Regions from separate parts of the Mus musculus genome. Here regions 2, 3 and 4 are each linked to region 1. A link is a contact called in public Hi-C, HiChIP or PLAC-seq and promoter capture Hi-C data. All regions are on one chromosome and are shown on one strand. Each heading gives the region's core, a stretch centred on a gene start, on an enhancer-like site or on the middle of the called end of the contact. The rest is flanking DNA. Distances are from core to core; before and after follow the strand shown.

Region 1 (3,611 bases), core at 364-2,863:
TCAGCTTACATTTCCACATTGCTGTTCATCACGGAAGGAAGTCAGGATAAGAAACAAACAGGACAGCAACCTGGAGGCAGGAGCTGATGCAGAGGCCATGGAGGGGTGCTGCTTACTGGAAAGCTCATGGCTTGCTCAGCCTGCTTTCTTATAGAACCCAGGACTACCAGCTCAAGGATGGCACCACCCACAGTGGGCTGGGCCCTCCCCCATTTAGCACTAGTTGAGGAAATGCCCCACAGCTGGATCTCATGGAGGCATTTCCTCAACAGAGGCTCCTTCCTCTCTGATGACTCTAGCTGTGTCAAGTTGATGCCAAACCAGCAAACCAGCCAGTACAGGTACCAACACCAGAGAATGGACCAGGTCACTTGTTTGTGTGAAGATGTCAGATCACCTGGAATTGGAGTTAAAGATGGCTGTGAGCCACCATGTGGTTGCAGAGAATTGAACCCAGGACCTCTGGAAGAGCAGCCAGTGCTCTTAACTGCTGAGCCATCTCTTCAGCTCCCAATGTTTGTATACTTTTCTTTTTGATTGGTTTTGCTATATAGTCCTGGCTGGCTTGGCACTCACTATGTAGGTCGGGTTGGCTTTGAACTCCAGGCAATCCTCCTGTCTCAACCTCAGGAACAGCTAGAATTAAATGTGTATATCACACCGTCCGGCCAGATTTAAATAGTTTCAGTAACATAGAAGTGCAAGATATTTTCTCTAGCTTGGAGCAAAGATTCAGACTCTCAGACCCTTAACCTGGGCTTTGTAACACCCACGTTTTAACCTTTCTATCTTTTTATTTTTTAATACTCCTGTGGACCTGTAATGTCGATCACTCTCTTGCTTAAATTTTCTATCCCACTGTACTTTCAGGCCTGTGCTTTAGCCTCGAGACCACCCCCCACCCCCCTTTTAGCACAGCCGGCAGCTGGAAGTCTTCACTGATCTCTCACTTTCCGCCCTGCCCCCATCATGGATGGGAGGATGTCTCTGTGCCTCCTCCAGATGTGTGTCTGCCAAAGATACCCCTCCACCCCCAGTGTAGAGGATGATGAACGATGTGACCTCGCAGCCAGACTTGTGGGAAAGTGTTGATCCTTTGAAAAGAGAGGGAAAGGCAAGAGTGCGCGACAGAGCCGCTGGGCTAGCGGAGTCGAAAGACTCAGGAAGTGGTGGGAGAAGCGCTCCAATCTATCCCTGCCCTCTTTCGCTGGAATTAGGAAGTCTTCCTCTTTATTTGTTTCAAACCCCATCCATTCAGGGGTTCCCTCTTCTGCCCTGCAGTCCTCTCCCAGGCTTCCTTCCTCTAGGATAGTTTCAACACTCCACTACTCTCCAACCCAGGGGGGCGGAACTGGTTCGGCTCCACTGTTCCTTTAAGGAGTTGGCTCCTCCCTCCCACGGAATCGCGGTCTGACGCGGGGATGACAGCAGCGAGTTCGGTATGTCTATGCAAATAAGTGTCCCCTTCGGGCCAATGGGGAGCCTAGGTGCCGGAAGCGCGGACCAATGGGGCGGGGGCGCTGGGGCTCGCCATATAAGGAGCGGCCTCGCCATAAAAGGAAACATTGTATCTCTTTATATGGGGGGGGGAAGGGTTGGGGGATACCTCCGCAGCCAGCGCGTGGTCCCGGCCCCCTCCACCCGCGGTCTCGGCCGCGGCCAGCAGCCCCTGCCCCGCGGGGGACGCTGACGGCCGCAGGGCGCGCCTCCCCGGCACACGGACAGGGGGCGCTGCGCGCGGCCTGGGGCAACCCCGGCCATAGGGGCAGGAAAGTGAGGGCCCAGGTCGGCCCGGGCGTGCAGGGGCCCCGGGCTCGCAGCGGCGGCCGCGGCAGCAAGAGCGGCTTTAGTAACAGCGCGAGTGCCGGGTGGAACCGAGAAGCCGATGGCGGCAGCTGCCCCGATTCCTCGCTGACTTGCCCGTCAGCCCTCCTGCACTGAGCGCCATGTTACCGAGCCAAGCTGGGGCCGCGGCGGCTCTGGGCCGGGGCTCGGCCCTGGGGGGCAACCTGAACCGGACCCCGACGGGGCGGCCGGGCGGCGGCGGCGGGACTCGCGGGGCGAACGGGGGCCGGGTCCCCGGGAACGGCGCGGGGCTCGGCCAGAGTCGTCTGGAGCGGGAGGCTGCAGCGGCAGCGGCGCCCACCGCCGGGGCCCTCTACAGCGGCAGCGAGGGCGACTCCGAGTCCGGCGAGGAGGAGGAGCTGGGCGCCGAGCGGCGCGGCCTCAAGCGGAGCCTGAGCGAGATGGAGCTCGGCGTGGTGGTCGGTGGGCCTGAGGCGGCGGCGGCGGCCGCCGGGGGCTACGGGCCGGTGAGCGGCGCGGTGAGCGGGGCCAAGCCGGGGAAGAAGACCCGGGGCCGCGTGAAGATCAAGATGGAGTTCATCGACAACAAGCTGCGGCGCTACACGACCTTCAGCAAGAGGAAGACGGGCATCATGAAGAAGGTACCGGAGCCGGAGGTTGGCGCGCCCCGGGGGGAACCGGAGGGTGGGTGCGCTCTAAGGTAGCCCCGGAGCGAGACAGAGCCGAGGCGGAGGTGAGAGGCGGGCTAGTCCGCAGGAGGTGTGTGGGAGGGGATGGTTGTACCCTGGCCTGGCGAAAGGGGAGGGGCCGCCGGGGAAATATGGGGAGAGGGGAGATGCTGCGAACGTCCGGAATCCTGGGCGAAGGCGCCGAGGTGGGAGTGACCAGCGCGCGGGAGACAGAGGGTCCTGGAGGAGTGCAGGATAACCAGACGCCGGGATCCGCAGATCCTCTGTGTCCTGGTGTGCGCGAAGGGCGGTGGGAAAGGGAGCAGAAGGTTTGGAGATGAGGAGGCAGGAGTTGGATGACAGCTGCAGCGAGAGAGCTTGAGTGGGAGGAAAGGTGGGCATCGCTCGAGTTGTACGGGCTTTGAAGGACAGGCAGGGTTAGGAACCAGGTGAGGAAGCTAGGCGGGAGAAACTGCTGCTGCCTTGAGGAACAGCGAGCTGGGACCAAGTCCCGCCCTGCCCATGTGTCTTCCGTTGCTTTCTGTGGAAATCTCATGCTGCCTCGGGGCTGGCTGCAGAATCGCCGGCCTTTGGTACAGGTAGGGTTTCCAGCTCTAGAGCAAATCAGAGTATGGAATGTTGGGGGGAAGTCAGGAAGATTTGTAGAGGTATCATTTGCCAGATGGTATCCTATCAAAAGTGGCAAGGATGGGAGTCGTCTTGGAGTCTAGAACAAACTGTAAGGGATGGAAGCAGAGGGACTGGGAAACCACCTACAACCTGGGTGGGAACCAGTGTTGTTATCTTGTAGACGATGCATCTGCTTCCAAGGTGGATTCAGTATTTTAGCTGGGTTCTCATAGCAGAATATCTATTGCAGATGTAGCTCTCATCGTTTTGGGTACTCTCTTATCAGTAACCCTTGATCATCATGGAGAAGGTTTTGGGGAAAGGTAGAAAGTACCTTTCCTCCTCCTCCTGTCCCAAGGCGAAAGAAAAGGGCAGTATAGTATACTCTATAGTATTACAGGGCAAAAGAAGTTAGGCTATGGCAACAGGTTAGAGCCTGTGCAGTTTTCTGGCAGGGAACATGTGCAGTTTGGCAGTTAGGTGGCTGTTACCACAAATGTGATGTGA
Region 2 (3,611 bases), core at 613-3,112, 400 kb after region 1:
AAGTGAACTCACTGTGGCTTTTTATGCCCTTTTCATGCCTCAGTGAGGTGAAACCAGGAAACCATCACATAACCTCTTCGAGCAACAGCCACCTTTTGGGCTGTGTGCCACACACACCTGCCCCGCGCCACCCTCCACCCTCCACCCCCTGGACAAAAGGTTATGTATGAGCTTGACTTATATACCGTCTGCCTGGTCTGCCTGCATTTCTGCGCTCCTCCTCTCTGGCCATTTTATTTTTCTCTTTCCCTCTTGGTCATCATGCTGTCTTTAAAGTCCTTAGAGGTGTCTTTATCCATACTGTCAACCACACCATGGAATGCGTAGGAGCTCTTTTCCCATCAACAAAGAAACCTTTCTACTCTTCTGCTGAAGGTGAATAATTAGGATAGCTGACTATAAAGATGGTAGAAAGATAATCTTGGCCAATGGTTCTCAAAGACCATTGTGGTGCTAAGACCACAACATTAGCTTGTAAGAAATGCCAAACAATCAGGCCCGTCTCTCACCCACTGAATCAGAATTCTATGAGCAGGAACAGCAACCTGAATCACTCTGGTGCACACTTAAAAGTCATAATCACCCATTGAAGCTCTTCCCACCTTGGGTTCTCCCATCTTTGTTTTTCAAAACAAGGTTTCTTTGTGGAGCCATGGCTATCCTGTAACTTGCTCTGTAGACCAGGCTGGCCTTGAACTCAGAGATCCCCCTGCCTCTGACTCCCAAGTGATGGGATTTTTTTTTTTTTTACATTATTTTTATTTTACGTGCATTGGTGTTCTGTCTGCATGTATGTGTGTGAGGGCATCAGACTTCCTGGAACTGGAGTTGCAGACCGTTGTGAGCAGCTATGTGGGTGCTGGGAACTGAACTGGGGGTCCTTTGGAAGAACAGACAGTGCTCTTAATCGCTGAGCCATCTCTCCAGAGTGATGGGACTTAAAGGCGAGCCCACTAGCTCCCGACTGGGTTCTCCTATTTTAAGAGGAAGGAAAGTAGTCTTCTCTGCCTTGAGGACTCCCAGAGCGGGTTCGTGCGGACTCTTCTCTGTGTCCACAGCCCCACAGGACAAGGAAAGGGCAGAGGGCTACGTCTAACTGTTCTCTGGTTTAATGTGTGTGGGTACTGAAGAATAGGGAAGGAACACATTGCTCTTGTCCCGGCTACTCCCCTTCTCCCTGTGGATTAAGTTTAGAAAAACGTTGGTTACTCTGCCTGCCCTCTTTTCCCAGTACAGTGTTCCTTCCCCACTCCCAGAGTAAGTAGGGGTTCAGACATCCTCTGCTCTTCTCAAGAGGAAAGGATCCCCGGTTCCCACTAATCCAAAGGTTATGGAGGTGAAAGGGGCAGTCCCTTCCCGAGGTCCTGACACTGAAAAGGATCGTCCAGTCTTGACGATCCCGCTTTGTAGGGGTCTTGGAACAGGAGGAGGGGTTCTCTTCCCCGGTCCTTCCTCCCTTGGGTCTTGACACCGGAAAGGGGGATTGATTTTCTCTCTCCCGCCTCCTTGGAGTCTCGGGGACCGGAAGAGTAGTTCCCCATGGCTCCGCCACTTTTCAGGTGCTCACCTCTGGGGGCAGGTACGGAGGGTTGTTGGCTTTACCTCCTCTGTTCCTTCCGTTCTTCTTCTTCCCCTTTGGGCCCCCGCAACTGCTGCTACCGCCGGCCCCCCGAGCTTTGAGGTTTCCACCCATGGCCGGGCCTCCTCCGGGCCGGCAGCAGCCGCCGAACAGCTCCGATACCCGCGAGTCCATCCGCCGCTGCCACCAGCCCCCCGCCCGACCCCTCCCCCCCGCCACTGCCGCCGCCCCTACTGCCACCGCCGAGTCGGGCCAGCCGGAGGAGAGCGGGGTGTGGCCCACTGTAGGCCACGCCCCTGCCTTCCCTGTCCTCCTAGTCGCGTCAGAAAAAGCCGCAGGGCATCAAGGGATACTGAGTCCGCAGCTATGAGATTTAGTGCTAAAGAATGCGAGTTCGAACTACAATTCCCAAGAGGCATCGCTATGCGAGAGTCACAGGTGGCTTCGGGGGCGAGGGCAGCAAGCGCGCCTTGAGCGCAAAGACTAAGGGGAGTTGTAGTCGGCACCCAGTTTCCCGTACTGCCAGCGGCTTCTCTTCTAGGGGCAGTAGGAAGGCTTTGTGGCCTGAGATTAGGGACAGTAACCGGAGGTGAAGGGCTTATATCAGAATTGAACTGGGTTTGACCTTTCGGCGCTGACCCCAGACAACAAGTTAAAAATCGGGGAGGTTGGATCTGACAGCCTGCTGGCTCCACCTCTGCCTCAGTTTCTTTCCTGACGGCTGGAGTGCTGTCGAGTGAGTCAGGGCAAAAGCTAGGGCGGAGGCAGATGGTAGTTATAGCATAATTAGAGCTGTTATTGTGACGATGATTATGCCACCCTTGCAATATAGTCACTGTTTTATTACTTGGGTGGCACAATCCGGGGGTTGGTTTTAGCAGCCCCAGGCACCGCAGTGGCCAGACACGTGTCCAGGACCCATAAAGCAGCCAGCTGCCTAAGGTTTGGAGGGTGCCTACTGCAAGTATCTCTCCTCCCCTTTGTTTTGAAGTTTAGCCAATCCCGGAAAACAGAATTTGGTTTAAAACTTGTCCGGAGGAGGGGCCTGGCCCCTACTTGGGGCGGAGCTGGGGTTCCAGTTACGTCAACCACCAGGGGGCGGGGAAAGTAGCCAGGAATAGAACTTGTCCTAGGACGCCAGGGGATTGCTGATTTGTCTTTCTAGCCAAGCTGTCTCTCCTGTCCTTCAGAACTCTCAGAGCGACATAAACCAGTATACGGGGCACCAAAGGCTCAGAATGGAGAAGCAGAATTGCTGGGCACAGAGTCAGGACGCCAGGGTTCAAATTCCAGCGCCGTGGCTATCTCATGACTCACAGTACGTCCATTCCCCTCTCTTCACAAACAACCAGGTGTTCACACATAGCCAAGAAATAGAACAGAGTTTGAAAGTTCTCCACGGTACGGTAGGAGCACTTACCTCTGGTGTACTCTGAAGGAGTTCAGACCTGGTTGAGTCCATAACTTCTGCACAGTTCCACATCGAAGGAGACGAGTCTATTGAGCATGCAGTCGCTGTCCACATTGGATAGTTTCCACACCAGCTATATACCAAAAGAACCAAAAGTTGAAAAGCCTTGCAGATCAGCCATTTACCTGGGTCTTCAGTAAAGGAAAGTAGGTGTCTTTTCTGTATGCTATCCTGTATGCTTAAGACCAGGATTGCCAGGAAAAAAAAGTTTTTAGAGATGGAGACTAGAGAATTCAGTGAGACATCTCAAAGGATGGGAATAGAAAGGAAGAGACATCCCCACCCCACCCACACATTATCACCACAAACAGGCCGGGTTCTCTCACCAGCCAGAAACCACTGCACTCAACTGATAACTATTTTTTAAATATCCACGGATCTTCCAGCAGTCACCCTTTAACACACAATTCCATCCCAGCCAATTCTCCTTAATGGATACCTTCCTTTAAGAAAGGGTGGGGCATGATATAACCCATTCTTGAACAGCCTGGCCTACCTACAGAGAGAAGTGAGGGCTGGCAGAGGAGAGAGGCCACAGGATGCCTGCTGGGAGACCAGGGT
Region 3 (3,611 bases), core at 516-3,015, 320 kb before region 1:
GAAGCAGAGGCAGGCAGATTTCTGAGTTTGAGGCCAGCCTGGTCTACAAAGTGAGTTCCAGGACAGCCAGGGCTACCCAGAGAAACCCGTAAAGCCAAAATAAATAAATAAATAAAAGCCCTCACAGGGGTGCCCAGCCTCTCAGGTTTTAGTTAATTCCAGGTGTAGTCAAGTTGAGAACAACAGCCATCACAACTTCCTTTTGTGTTTAAATTTTTTTATAAAGATCTTTACTTTTATTTATTTATGTAGACTTCTGCGTGCATGTACACCTGTACCTGCAGGCCAGAAGAGGGCGCCAGATCTCATTATAGATGGTTGTGAGCCACCATGTGGTTGCTGGGGATTGAACTCAAGACATGTGGAAGAGCCGCCAATGCTCTTAACCTCTGAGCTCTCTCTCCAGCCCTCATGTTTTAAAATTTTTATCACATTTATTTATTTGTAAGTGTCTGTTGGAGTAGGAGAGCTAAGTCAGTAGAGTGTTTGCTATTGCAAGCATGAAGACGTGAGCTTGCTTTTTAGAACCAATATTTATAATCCACATTTATAATCCCAGCACTGGGAAGGCACGACTAGACCTTGCTGGCCGACTGGCCTAGCCTACTGCAGAGTCCCTGCCTCTGGGAAGTCCCATCTTAAAGAGCAAGGTAGAGAGCCAATGAGAAAGAACACATGAGAGTGTCCTCTAGCCTCTACACACCTGTGAGTACTTACACAATTGGGGCATCCATGCATACAAACACACACACTCAAGCAAGTTCACACACACCTGTATAGTTACAAAATAAAACCCACCCGAGGTACATGGACCCTGAGGAGGAACGCTCAGAGTTCTCTTTTCCCACAATTAGGCCAGGTGGTGGCTCACACTTGAAATCCCAGTATTTTGGAGGCTGAGGCAGGAGGATTACAGCTGGGCAGTGGTGGCGCATGCCTTTAGTCCCAGCACTTGGGAGGCGGAGGCAGGCAGATTTTAGAGTTCTAGGTTAGCCTGGTCTACAGAGTGAGTTCCAGGACAGCCATGGCTACACAGAGAAGCCCTGTCTCAAAAAACAAAAGAAAACAAAAACAAAAAAAAAGAGTTGGAGACCAGCCTGAGCTTACAGAGTGAGACCCCCTATTTTTGTTGTTTGTTTTTATTTTATTTGTGTTTAAAGCAGTTATACGAGGAGGGAACAAGGAGAAGCATGCTAGTTGGGATAATATAAGACTAAGACGTGACTCAATTAAAAACAGTCATTTATGTATCTATTTGCTGTATGTGTGGGGGTTTAACCATCGGAGCAAGCATGTGGAAGTCTGAGGACTACTGTGGAAGTCTCAGGTTGTCTCCCACCTTGTAGGTCCCAGGGATCAAACTCAAGCCTGGTGTAGGCCTGGTGAGCAATCATCTCTCCCCCTAACCATTGTGCTCCCCTTGCCGCCGTTTTTTGGGGGAGGGGTAAAAACAGTAATGTTGAGAGATTCATTCATTGCTTCTCTCAGACTGCCACCCATGAGCCTAAGTGCTTCCTCAGTTGCACACACCCATGCAGGGGAGGACATCTTTGTCTGAACATCCTAAGTCTAGAGAACACTTTGTGAGTGACGCCCTGTTAATGAGGACCAGTCACCAGCCTTTGTAGAGCATCCGCTACCTCCAGCACCAGCCAGGTGCCTTGACAGAACCTAGCGTCAAGAAATGGTGGCTTAGCGTACTGACGCAGGATGCCACAGCTGGCCCCGGGGGAGATGGGAAGGGATAAAAATAGACAAAGCCTGGTCCTCGTCTCCTGGAGGCTGGGAGTCCAGGGATAGACATGACTAATTATGAGTCACTCGAGGTGGTGTGTGTTATCAAGGAAAAGGAAGTTGTTTGGAAGTACAAAGAAGAGAGAAGCAAGGGGAAAGGGCAGGCAGGGGAGCCGCCAGAGGAAGTGAATGTCACGAGAGACGGGGACAGGGACAGAACTGGCCAGGCTCTGCTTCCTAGAATCCTGTGGGCATCCAGGAGTTTCTGGAACATCAGAGTTCCTGGCATTTGGGTGGGTTCGGGATGGGAAGGTGAAGAGAAAGAGTTGGAGCTGGGGGTGGGGGGAGTGGGGGGGTCGGCAGTGCCTGAGAAAGGCTGTTGCCATGGTTCCCTGGAAAAAACAATGGGGCCAAACAGAGGTCAATGGAAATGAAATGGAGATCACCTGAGAATGATCTGTGCTCCAAGACCAAAGTGTGAATCTGTTTTGTATTTTGTTTGTTTGTTTGGTTTTACGAGAGAGGAGTTCTCCCTGTAATAGTCCTAGGTGTACTGGAACTCACTTTGTGGACCAGGCTGGCCTCGAACTTCCAGCACTGGGATCAAAGGCTTGTGCCCCCATGCCTGGCCAGTCTGAACTTGTAAAATAGGCATATACTTACCCAATGTCTGTAGCCAGTGCTGATACCAACCAAAGGCTGGCTCAGAGCGAGGATTTAAGGTGCAAAAGGAGTAGCATGGTCCAGAAGAGCTTTTTACCCAATCCACGGGGTTTCTGCACAGTCCTACAAATAAAGCTGGTCTCCTGTCCGGCAGAGACTGGCTTACCACAGCAGGAGCCTATTCCTTTGACCTGCACTGGAGAGAGGCTGTCGGGCAAGCTTCCATTATCAAAACTGGAATTTGCTGTGTGTGGTAGTTTGAGCCTGTAATTGCAGCACTTGGGAAGTGGAGGCAGGAGGACTTGCCACATGTTCAAGACCAGCCTGGGCTATATAGTGAGACCCTATCTTCATTGAAGAGTAAAAAAATAACTTTAAAAAGTAATGCAAGGCATGAGAGACGGCTCAGCAGTTAAGAGCACTGGCTTCTCTTGTGGAGGACTGGGTCAGTTCCCAGCACCCACATGGTGGCTCACAGTGCGCTGTAACTCCAGTTCCAGGGGATCTGACACTCTTCTAGCCTCCTCCAGTGCTAGGCTTCTACGCAGTACACATCCCTATATATATGCAAGCCAAATGCTCATGAGATAAAAATAAATGCTACGAAGTGCAGGTCGGATGCACGAATGTAAAGCAGGCGGGCCTCAGAGCCTAGACTATCACTGGGCAATCTCTTCCCCCCTCTTCCTCACTCAGTGGAAATCTGCCTCTCTCTGCGTGCACTTACCTCTGCTCTGAAATGTTAGCTTTGACCTTTGTCTTGTGTGCATGTGGTGACCAGAGGTCACCATCTGGTGGCCTCTGCAGTCGCTTTCCACCTTTTTTTCTCCCTCCCCCCCCTTTTTTTTATTCTTTTTGAGATGGGCTTTCTCTGTGCAACCCCTGCCTGTCCTGAAATTCACTCTGTAGACCAGACTGGCCTAGAACTCAGAGACCTGCCTACCTCTGCCTCCTGAGTGCTGGGATCAAAGGTATGTGCCACCACCACCCAGCCACTTTTTGTTGCCGTTGTTTGAAAATATCTCATTTTGGGTGATGTGTAATGTGTTGGGGGGTCAGTGCATGTGTTTGCAAGTGTGTGCAGGTACCCAAGGAAACTGGAGGCACTGGATGTAACAGAGCCGTTGGTACAGATGGTTGTGAACCACCCAGTGTGCATGCTGGGAACAGAACTAGTCCTCTACCAGAGTATTCCACCATCGTCTGTCTGTCTG
Region 4 (3,611 bases), core at 459-2,958, 300 kb before region 1:
GGCCGAGGGCAAGACTTTGGGGACCCCCTTGCTTGGTTTTCCTGATTCTTGGGGGTTAGAGCCCCAGCTGACAACGCTAAGGACAGGGTCGTTCTGCCTTCCCGGAACGTGCCCGGCCCAACTGTAATTCATTTAAACCGGTTGTAGTTAGTTGGTTGTTTTGTCAAACAGACCTGGATCTGGTCCCCAGAATGCAGGGACGAGACGGTTGCAAGTGACTTCTAGTTTGGGCCTTCAATGGACTTCATAGACTATCTTAATTAAATCTCTGATCGAAGAAACTCAGTTAAGCTTCAGAGTGTACTTTTTCATTTTGTCTGGTTTTTTTTGGGGGGGGGGGATGGGGGGAGTCCAGTCCAGGCAGGGTTTCTCTGTATTGCTCTGGCTGTCCTGGAACTCATTTTGAAGACCAGGCTGGCCTCGAACTCGGAAATCCGCCTGCCTCTGCCTCCCAAGCACTAGGGATTAAAGGTGTGCGCCACCACCGCCCGGCATACTTTTTCATTTTGTAAAAACCAAGTTTCCTTATATAGATAAATACCGGGCAGGTGTGTAGAGGTCTTAAAACGTTACAGGAGAGGAGGAAGGTCTGGGAAGCTCTGGAGGCACTGGGAGATGGAAATAGTTAATTTTCTAGTGGTTAAAAGTCACAGTGTGTGGTGCTCTTTGTGTCTGAATACAGTAGGTAGGCAGTGGATGTTAGGGACTGCCATACATTGAACACTTCCAGAAAGTGTTTAGTGCTTTAAATACTTGTGGCTTACTCATGACAGACTGTTTTTATTAATCTAGTTCAGGCTAGTAGCCATTTTAAGCAGCAAAAATTGCATTCCCCCACAAAGTTCCACACTGAATCTGACCATCAGAATTAACTGGGAGGTGCTTTAAAATACAGATCTGCCATCTCCATTATTTACCAAGATGAGCTGTGGTCAGTTTTAGCGTGGCACTCCACCTCCAGGACTGAAATTCCGGCCTCATCAGGGAGAAGTTGGAATGAGAGTCCATTGTTTGAGAGCCCATGGGGACAGCTAGTACTCTCGCCGATTTAGAACTAGACTGTACTAGACTAGAACTTGATGTGCGGGAGGGGGCAACATCGGATTTTCGGTCCATATTATTTTGGTTTGAGTGACAGCTCATTATTTTTCCCTTTCTTCCTGCCATGTATTAAAGTCATTTAAAGCTTTTTTTTTTTTTGTAGAGAATTTAGATATCATGAGATTTTTAAATCTTAGTACTGAGTCTGCTTCTGAGTGTTACTGGAGGGTTTTTTAAATTACATTTCCTTTCTACCACATGGGTCCTGAGGATTAAACTCGGGTCGTTGGGCTTACAGTGAATCACCTTTCCCCTCGGCCATCTCTGTGGCCCTATTACTGGAGTACTTAGGGCAAAAGCCCTGGCTCTGGCCCTACCAACAGGCCAGACTCCACGCTGGTCTAGGTACACCAATAAAAGAGGAGTAGGGGTGAAAAGCTGACACATTGTGGCCTCATTGAGACTAGGGACAGGTCAAGAGACTTATCAAACCCTTCTTGCAGGCACTGACATTACCCAGAATTCCATCCTCAGCGGGTTTTGATGTTACACAGGAAAAATGGCCAGGAAAGCAGGAGGTGGAGGTGGAAGGAAGGAGTCCGGTTCCCCGTGTAGTCTGGTTCCCGAGAAACTAGTGGCTTGTGCTCCAAGCAGCCACCTCATCCCGGATCCGGGCAGCCCCAGCCCTGCAGGCCCACAGCCCCTGGAGGCCCTTGCCACAGGGATGTTATCAGTCCTGTTTGTTCCTAGAATTCAAGGTGACTCAAGAGGAAAGATTAAGATAGGACACCGAGCTAGAGAGAAATCAGATAGGCCAGTAACTGCCCGCCTTCAAGTCCAGCCAAGCCGAGTAGACAGGATAGCTGTGTAGCTTAAAAGGTTTTCACTTGCATGTGGACACAAAGCCCAAAAGCTTTTAAAACCGTGGTTTCTCTAAAATAGTCTAGTTTATAGGGAAAGAATCATTAAAAGTAGTGGTGAGTGGAATTTAAAACAAGACATCTGAACTCATGGAATTCACAGCCAGTGGGAGAAAACCTGTAAGCTGGAGGTTTCATATGAGTTGGGAGTAGCCCTTGCTGCCTAGTAAGTTTCTCCGAAGGCATGAGCTGTGCTAGCCACCTCAGAAGCAGGGTTTGTCGTTCCAAGCCGCCTGTGTAGAGCAGACTGAAAGGGAGCGAAGGCTGCCGAGCTTCTCTGGAGCTGCTGTGATTAGGCCACTTAGGGAATTCTTAGATTTGTCCTAATTGCAGTGAGAAGCTATGGTCTAAGGGAGTAGGGTGGGGATTTGAACTCAGGGCTGCAAGCATTGCTAACGAGCAATCCACTGCGGAGGATTTTTGTTTTGAAACTTCAGTATCATAGTCGTGCTTAATTGCTTGGGCTCAAGTTTTGTGTTCATGTGATCCTCCTGCCTCAGTTTCCTAGTCCTAGGACTACCAGTGCAGAAGTGCTCATGTTCTTTATAGACGATTTGACCGCTGTGTAAAAGGTAGGGATTAGAAAGGTTTGCACTGTAGTCTGGTCCTGCAAGAGCGGAAGGAATCAAGAATGTCTTCTCAGCCGGGCGTGGTGGCGCACGCCTTTAATCCCAGCACTCGGGAGGCAGAGGCAGGCAGATTTCTGAGTTCGAGGCCAGCCTGGTCTACAAAGTGAGTTCCAGGACAGCCAGGGCTATAAAGAGAAACCCTGTCTTGAAAAACCAAAAAAAAAAAAAAAAAAAAAAAAAAGAATGCCTCTCATTTATGCTTCTCATTTATGGGCCAAGCTTTGAGTGGCTGACGGTGCCACTTAGAATTTGGAGACGACCAGAAGAGGACTAGCTGGCAAGGGATGGTGACAGGATTCATATGCCACTTGTTGGGTACCAAAATTGAGCTGTTAGAAGTCACTGGCTGGTGGGTGTGTCCTGGGAGCAGCCCAAGTCATGTGAGAGCACAGAAGTGGACCAAGCTGTGCAAGGACAGTAGTGTGCCCAGTGGAATGCTGAGGAGTTAGGCCGTGGCGGCATGCCCACCCATCTGACAAGCAGCTTCTCTGCCGTGTGAGTTGAAGGGCTGGGCTCAAAGAGTGGGGAGTAAATACTGCAGCGGGGTTACAGCCTCATTTTGAGTACTTGGTGTGGGGAGAGAATGTGTGTGTGTAGGTCTGTCAAGTCTTTCATCTTTAACATGGTTCTGGAGATCAAACCCAAGGCTTAGGCACTTTACCTCCAGAGCCATTTTCCAACATTTTCACATGAGCTGAGAGTATCTACCCAAGAGGGAGAGATTAATAAAACAGCAAGTCTGATAAAGGGGCAGGATTCTTGAGAAAGGACAAAGAATTTCAGATCTAAGAACAAGGTTTATCAGGGTGGGAGGAGAGTGGAGTGAAGGCAGAAAAGAAGAGCAGGAGTTAGAGGGAGTGAAACCTCGGAGGCGGGGATGGAGGGCAGGCTGTGGTGCTCTCACGCATGGCCAGCATCTTGCAGGAAGAACAGGTGGCGGCTGGTTTCAGAAGGAAGTTGTTGGTCATCTCGGGCTGCAGGGCAAGTGGGACATAAGACACCTGCAGGCTGCTGCCTGGAG

Evidence for each region. Hi-C and Micro-C count contacts between places; a contact is called where the count stands out from the background. HiChIP or PLAC-seq counts read pairs in DNA pulled down with a chosen protein or histone mark. Capture Hi-C pulls out chosen DNA fragments and counts their contacts.
Region 2: a promoter capture Hi-C map of pancreatic islet shows a contact between it and region 1. The contact joins the promoter of Gtpbp2 here to the promoter of Srf in region 1. A contact is called at or near these places in 6 of 39 promoter capture datasets (the 3T3-L1 cell line, cranial neural crest, erythroid cells and 3 more), 4 of 484 Hi-C or Micro-C datasets (CD4 T cells, CD8 T cells, erythroblasts and 1 more), 4 of 115 datasets of contacts at active chromatin or transcription factors (bone marrow-derived macrophages, effector CD8 T cells, epiblast stem cells and 1 more) and 3 of 9 other capture datasets (adipose tissue, embryonic stem cells and pancreatic islet).
Region 3: an HNF4G HiChIP or PLAC-seq map of pancreatic cancer cells shows a contact between it and region 1. The contact joins the enhancer-like site here to the promoter of Srf in region 1. A contact is called at or near these places in 3 of 39 promoter capture datasets (embryonic stem cells, neutrophils and pre-B cells), 4 of 484 Hi-C or Micro-C datasets (CD4 T cells, the HL-1 cell line and embryonic stem cells), 6 of 115 datasets of contacts at active chromatin or transcription factors (the SCID.adh cell line, embryonic stem cells, extraembryonic endoderm stem cells and 3 more) and 4 of 9 other capture datasets (adipose tissue, embryonic stem cells, liver and 1 more).
Region 4: a contact with region 1 is called in a Hi-C map of myeloid progenitors, with 2.7 times the contacts expected there. The contact joins the enhancer-like site here to the promoter of Srf in region 1. A contact is called at or near these places in 7 of 484 Hi-C or Micro-C datasets (CD4 T cells, CD8 T cells, Sertoli cells and 4 more), 8 of 115 datasets of contacts at active chromatin or transcription factors (bone marrow-derived macrophages, effector CD8 T cells, embryonic stem cells and 5 more) and 1 of 9 other capture datasets (liver).

Annotation. Positions count from the first base shown.
Region 1 is chr17:46,554,164-46,557,774 of GRCm38.p6, reverse strand. It overlaps Srf (serum response factor), which reads left to right and starts at 1,613. Exons shown (of 7, transcript NM_020493.2): 1 at 1,613-2,447. The coding sequence starts at 1,947.
Region 2 is chr17:46,159,283-46,162,893 of GRCm38.p6, reverse strand. Gtpbp2 (GTP binding protein 2) reads right to left here and starts at 1,862. Exons shown (of 12, transcript NM_019581.3): 1 at 1,568-1,862. The coding sequence starts at 1,753.
Region 3 is chr17:46,872,520-46,876,130 of GRCm38.p6, reverse strand. It overlaps a transcript of Bicral not described here. Among named protein-coding and RNA genes, the nearest start is that of Tbcc, 16 kb to the left of the region's middle. Within about 2 kb of position 1,765, at least 116 of the 459 cell types and tissues checked have an H3K27ac peak or open chromatin away from gene starts, as enhancers often do. A contact at or near this core is called in the HL-1 cell line, adipose tissue, liver and 3 more, where this site is marked.
Region 4 is chr17:46,852,893-46,856,503 of GRCm38.p6, reverse strand. It overlaps a transcript of Bicral not described here. Among named protein-coding and RNA genes, the nearest start is that of Bicral, 23 kb to the right of the region's middle. Within about 2 kb of position 1,708, at least 73 of the 459 cell types and tissues checked have an H3K27ac peak or open chromatin away from gene starts, as enhancers often do. A contact at or near this core is called in extraembryonic endoderm stem cells, heart atrium and myeloid progenitors, where this site is marked.